2 separate regions of the Dromaius novaehollandiae genome follow, and region 1 is linked to region 2. The links are chromatin contacts, called in public Hi-C maps. All regions are on one chromosome and are shown on one strand. The core of a region is the stretch at or near the end of the contact, and the rest is flanking DNA. Distances in the headings are between cores, read along the strand shown. Region 1 overlaps MND1 (meiotic nuclear divisions 1). Region 2 has its middle 31 kb from the start of TRIM2.

Region 1 (3,170 bases), core at 663-3,162, 120 kb after region 2:
ATGTAATCACATGCCTAATTAAGAAATTAAAAGCTAATACATGTTAAGGTTGCAGGACGACTTCTCATGTGCCCTCTCAGAAGTATGTTATGATATTGTACTGTAATATGTATGTATATTTTATGATAGTGCTGAGTTGTTTTACAGGCATCTGGTACCAGACTGTATAGAATGGCAGCCTTCATGTATAAACTACTGATTTCAAAGGGATTCATTCTTTGAAGTGAAGTATTAGGCATGGTGTCTTCTAGAAATCTTTCAGCTAGCTGACAAAACAGTAAAATATTCATACGGATGATTGTAGGTGTTGTCTTATGGTATTGTTCTCCACAGTTTAGGTTGTATGTTCTAATTTAATATTTTTGCTTTTATTAGCATCCATGTCAGTGAAGGAGATTCTGCAAAGTTTAGTTGATGATGGCATGGTGGACACTGATAGAATTGGAACTTCCAATTATTTTTGGGCTTTTCCAAGTAAAGCTCTTCATGCCAGGAGGCGTAAATTGGAAGAACTGGAGTCTCAGGTAAGTCTCTACTATGTATTTGTTTACCTGATTCGGCTTGCTCTTTTCTTATAAGCCTCATCGGTCATTTTCATACAGACTTGGTTAATGTTAAGTTGTCCCACAGTCAATTTTGTCTGCTCCTTTACTGCCTTTGATGTGGACTCAGATGTGTCCAGACAAGAGAAACTTCCTCTGTTTACCTGGATAACCTCGTACCATTTGCAGGCATGGACTGAGAGCCTGGCACGATTGGACTTAAAGCTGTTGTTACTGACTGGTAGTACCAATACACTGATTCCTACTCTAGTGAGGTTTTGTCTGAAACATGAGATCAGTTTAGCCCTCTACACTGACTTGGAATTGGGTTTCCTAGTAGAGTTACTCAACTTACTAGTTTGTTCACACAAGTTTTAGACAAGGCTACTTATTCTGCCAGAGCATAAATACCAACTGAACGAATATGTGCCAAAATTCCAGCTTTGTTGACGAAGCACTCTGCCTTGTTACCACTGTCTTGCTGAATGCAAATGATTTGCTCTTGGACACTTTCAATTTTTAGTCATACTGCAAATTTAGCCAGGTAGTTGAATGAAAGAATTGATATTTGTTATCTTTGCCCTTGGGCCCTGTCCCATCATGAATTTTAAAGATAATTTATCAAGAAGGTCTCTGGCATACCCAGATGAATATCTTCCTTGGAATGCCTTACACAAGCTCCGTAATGTGCTTACACCATCAGTATCCAGGGCTTGTCTACAAACATATGTTGTACTGTTTTAAATGTACTGTTACATTATTAAGCATAATACCATATATTACTATGGTATTATAATAGGCATGCAGTTATTGTATTATAATGTTGGTTCATGGTTATTTCTCTGTAGGAATAAAGTATGGTGATATAAGCAGTTTTGCACTACTAAAACTGTTGCAGTTGGAAGAAAAAAGGTTTGTTACCAGACCAAGTTTGCAAACCAAGTCCTACTGCTAACATATGGGCTTACTGATACAAGAGCTCTTTTTAGATCAGGTTATGAGTCCTTAAAAATACTATATTTGTTACTTTGCATTTCTAATGAGAATGAAATGTCTCAGCATTTCAGGAAGAAAGATTTTTCATTAGTCAAAGCTAACCTTTTTGCTGGCACAGCAGAAAGGTGCCGTTTTCAAATAAACAGTGCTCTGAACATTTTTTTACAAGATGATAAAAGTTTCTGTCTATGATTATGAGTTTACATTAGCTGTATGTAGTGTTTGTATTCTTTATGTGAATGCTTACGCATTTTCTTGATGGTTTCTACATCCAGTCAGCAAATATCACCAAACTTCCTGTCAGAACATGTAAAGCAGAGGGAAAGAGTAAGCTATTGTACCCTCGCTGTTGCGCGTTGCCTGTTTTTGATCATTCCCATACACAGCCTGTAGCGAGCTGTGTGACGTGCTTGCTTTCTATGTCTTGTCCAGATCACTTGTAAACCGCTTCAGCAGCTGAAAAACAGAATCAAACCTCTTTCCTTAAAGCAAAAGTTTAAAAGTCTAGCAGTTTAGTCCATGTTGTGACCAAGGCTTTTTAACCATAGGCAAGATTTTTTTTTTTTTTTTTTTTCAAAAGGCATGAGTAAATAGTTAAGGAAAAGGTGATCCCAAACATTGCAGTGAAACATTTGAAAATACTGTGGAAGAACAGAACAAACTTCTCCATGATGCAAACTCTCCTCCTAATTCCTGGAGCTGAGGCTTAAGTTTGACAAGTTGGGCCTGCAGAGGGACCTTTTGCTTGCGCACTTTGGCCCTTTATAAAGCTTTAGCTAAGTTGCTTGTAGCGTAGTTGCTCTCGGCTTCTTACACAGCTTGTGATCCTGGGTAGGCTGGTTTAGGAACTATTCTTGAAACCTAAAATTTTTGTTTCAGCTTTTCCGGTGATTATTAAGCCACACCCCAACTTTGTCAGCAGCTCGGTAGACAGGGAGGCTGACTCGCTCCTCATACCAAAGAGCAAGCCATTTTTGTCTGGATATGTAAAGCTGCACCTTACTGTGGTTGTGTATACCCTAGGTTTTTTCCAGGAAGGATTTATGATTTCAGCTGTGTGCTGTGGTATAGGTTGTCATCCCCTTGGGAAGAGATATAGCAATTAAAAACAGTGCTTGAAATAAAGTTATTTCTGTTGACACAGCTTTTTTTCCAGCTTGTTTTTGTGGGGAGGTGCTTGGAGGGTGCAGGTGCTAACTAGTGAACTGACATATAGCAAATCATGTGCCGATTTCACTAGCTTTAGGATTTCAGTGCTGCTCTCTAACCCAGGGTGACTATTTGTATTTCTTCTTGTTTTTCTGAAAAGCAGGGACAGCAAGCATCGTTACTTGTGCAGTTTCTGCTGCAGTTTTTTTGTCTGATAGCCACAGAGAAAGAATTGTTAAGGCGATTTCCATGGATATTGTGTAGATTTGTCTTGCAGTGGCATGGCTGGCTTTAAAGGTCTCTGCCTTCTGCCAGATGCTTTTGCTTGACCTCTTGGTTATGCTTATGCACTTGTGAATTGGATTACTGGAACAGTAAAAGATGTTGGAAGCTTGTTTGCAGATTGTTTTGCAGCTCAGATTTATAGTTGCATCAGTACAGCTGTGGGATGGTGAAATTAGAGCAGGGCTGTGGACTGAGGTG
Region 2 (3,274 bases), core at 569-3,068:
CACAGTGACACTGTACTGCCACCTTCCCAGCCAGGCAGAACAGGGTAGAAAAGAGTTCTTTCTCACTTCTTTGTTTTTGTGAATAATTAATTGTGATGGGGTATTGGCTCCCTGAGAACAAGTCTGATACAGTTGTCTTAATGATCATCCACACCCATCAGAGTGGAATGTTTTGTTTATTGCCAGTTAACCTGAAATCCCCTATAAGATAAAAGTGGCAGAATACTTTATTTACATAATCCAAATATAGACGACAAAGTTAGCAGATGCAGAGGCAAGCCGAAAGAAGTGAAAGCACACCTTTATGTCTAGCTGTATTCCAGCTCAGTTTCAGCTAACAAGCAGTTGGGACAATTTGGTAGCTTCATGGCTGGGATCCAGTTCTCAGACAAAAAACAGGGCTCTGGATTTAGTTGTTACTGAAGAAGACTGTGTTTGGGAGATACCTGAATCTGAAAGCTGGCCAAGCTTTCTTTGGAATTCTATTCAGATTCAAGCCTGCCCTTTCTTTTTATGTTCTTTTTCCATTTCCTTCCCCTGTAATTCATCATTTACTCAGAGGATGGAGTGGAAACACAATGGGAAAAACCCCCCAACATTATTTAACTTTCTCCTTTGCTCTTCTCCAAGCCATAGACCCAGTTCTTAAATATATTGTGAATGAAAGTCCAGCTCCACTGAGGCCTGTAGCAAATCTTCCATTGACTTCAGTGAAACCAGCATTTTGCCCTGAATTTATGTAGTAGTAAAGCACTACTAAACCACACATGCTGTAATGCATACCCAAAATGCTAGTGGTTCCTTTTCAGGGATTGGCAAAAATGCTTTTGTGAGATCATGGGGTGCTAAACCAGTGTTTCCGTTGTCCGATATTGAGCAGAACCTTTGTTGGCATGCAGGGAAATACTGTTAAACGCTCCTCCTCCAAAGCAGTTCTTAATATTAAATGGATAATGTACATTTTTACATGTTATCTTTGGGTTTTAAATATATTTGCCTACTTGCAATGCTTTGGAATTTGTCTGCATGAGATTCATCTGCAATTGCCTAAAAATGTCAGTATCTTGTTTTAGCATGGTTTCAAAATATGAAAATCTTGTGTTTGAGCATGGTGTTTATAAAAAGTAGGTTAACCAGCCTCTGAAGATCTCTATTTTGAGCTTCTCCAGTGTTTCTGGCTTGTTTCAGAAGGACTTTCTCTAGGCATAAAAAGTGGAAGAATCCTTGAGGCTAAGTCTTCCAGCAAGAACAGTTGTCTCTGATTGTGTATGACATCTTCTCCTCATAAATCGAAATGGTTTTGCATAGATCACTATACATTTCAGGAAGTGGTAATGCTTCTGAATTGATCTAGATATAAACTAGTCATTGAAAATATAAGAGTCTGTAGTCAGTTACCAACTCTGATCTGTACTGATCCACCCAAGAGCTGAGCACCACTGTAGCTGTACAAACTGGAATTGCTAGGGGAAACATGGAGCTATAATGGTGGAGCTGCTTCTGGTCAATTTGCCAAGGCATATGAAGTTGATGTAGATGTACTACAGCTGACACATTTAAGACTGTTGATGTTTTCTTGGGTATACTGTGATTGTATTTTTTATAGGCCTTTTTATGAGTATGTTGACACTAAACTGTTTGTAAAGGACTTAGCTCATAGACTACACTGGTCATCCCGTGTCTCCATATTTAAATGGATATTTATGTTTCAGTCACTGAAATACAGGTTACTTAGTGCAGTGATTTAATACAGAAGGGAGACACTCTAAAGGTGTAGTTCTCCTTACAGTCAAAAGATGGTAGTACAATTTCTATTCCAAGCAGCCTAGCAACACAGAGCAATTGCAATGCACCCATTGTTTGTATTTATAGGAGGGGATAAGGCAAAAGAGGATGGGTGCAAGTCTGTAGACAAGATCACAACAACGAGTTGTTTGTCAGGGGGTGGTTATGACCATGATCATCTCTGTTAGTGATTCTGAATATGGTCTGGATAACCACGCTTAATTGGCCCTAGTGCAACTATGGTGCCAGCTGGTGCCAGGATAGACATGCTTAGCAAAGGGCTTAACGAAGGGTTTAGGGGTTGAGAGAGCATGGAGTGAAAATGTCCATCTCACCATCTCTCATGTTTTCAATAAAGTGTCTAAAAGCAACAAATGCTGTAATTAGAGCAGCAAGTTTAACTAGGTGCAGCTATTAACTAGTATAATATTCATCTCAAATACTATAGTTATGTGTGAACAGTTCATAGCAAGAAAATGATGCTTATATGGAAAACAGTAATAGACTTTCCTTAATTAAAAGGAGTGAAGCCACCATGCACTAATTGTTCAAACACACAAAGACAAGCTTTGACTTGAGAAATGTGGGCTCTACCCATCCCATTCTGTTTTATAGGATTACAAACCAAATAAAATGCTGATGCTAAAGAAGTATTTATTTGCTTAGGTGAGTCAACAATGGGATTTCAATCCTATTTTGTCTGTAATGGGTCCTCTTATAGCAATTGCTTGTGGGTTTTTTTTGTTTTTGTTTTTTTTTGCTTGGGCATACTGATGATTGTAGCAGAATTTGGAAAACTTACGTTACACAAGGAATAATATTTTTCAACAAAGTAAAGTCATTTAGTATCTGATTATGCCTAGCACAGAAATACTTAGATGCCTATGATACTGCACTTGAACTGAGAAAGTGGGAACATGGTTTTACTCAGTGTGTGCAAGGATTGTGGTGGAATGTTTGTATCCTTGAATAATATGGAGGATACCTCTGTACACCGCGAGATGCTACTATAAATCTGTGTAGAACTATGAATAATAACTTGAAATCCTTTGATACAAGTATTCTGCTTTTAGATGCAAACTATCTGCTTAAGGAATATCAGTTAGACACTGCAGTGCCTGTAAGGATTGTGCTTAGCCCTCACAGGTTAAGCCTGGACATGAGAATTAGGCACCCTATGGAGTCAATGAAGAGTCTTCAGGCTCAGCGTAGAAATAGCTAATAGAAAACACTGAGCATAGGACTTTGTCCAAATCTTCTTGCTTTGGGAAATTAGATGCCTAGTTGAAAGCTGTACATTAACACATTTTCCCACCCAGGATTCCCTTATGGATGCCATCTATTGGAGCAGGACTGTTTGGAGAAGGTGAAAAAAGTGGTTTAATTCTCAAGCTTCAGGTTGAAGGGAACAATGAGATAAATTGCCAAAAAAGCTCTGCAGGTCAAGGCAGAAGCCAGTTTCTGAGATAAATGTAAGAGCAGTAGGAAA

The links. Hi-C and Micro-C count contacts between places; a contact is called where the count stands out from the background.
Region 1: a contact with region 2 is called in a Hi-C map of ovary, with 2.2 times the contacts expected there. The contact joins two enhancer-like sites.

What each region holds. Positions count from the first base shown.
Region 1 is chr4:40,255,674-40,258,843 of bDroNov1.hap1, forward strand. It overlaps MND1 (meiotic nuclear divisions 1), which reads left to right. Exons shown (of 8, transcript XM_026104979.2): 4 at 376-524. Among named protein-coding and RNA genes, the nearest start is that of MND1, 6.7 kb to the left of the region's middle. Within about 2 kb of position 1,913, at least 1 of the 2 cell types and tissues checked has open chromatin away from gene starts, as enhancers often do.
Region 2 is chr4:40,139,028-40,142,301 of bDroNov1.hap1, forward strand. No RefSeq gene overlaps it. Among named protein-coding and RNA genes, the nearest start is that of TRIM2, 31 kb to the right of the region's middle. Within about 2 kb of position 1,819, at least 1 of the 2 cell types and tissues checked has open chromatin away from gene starts, as enhancers often do.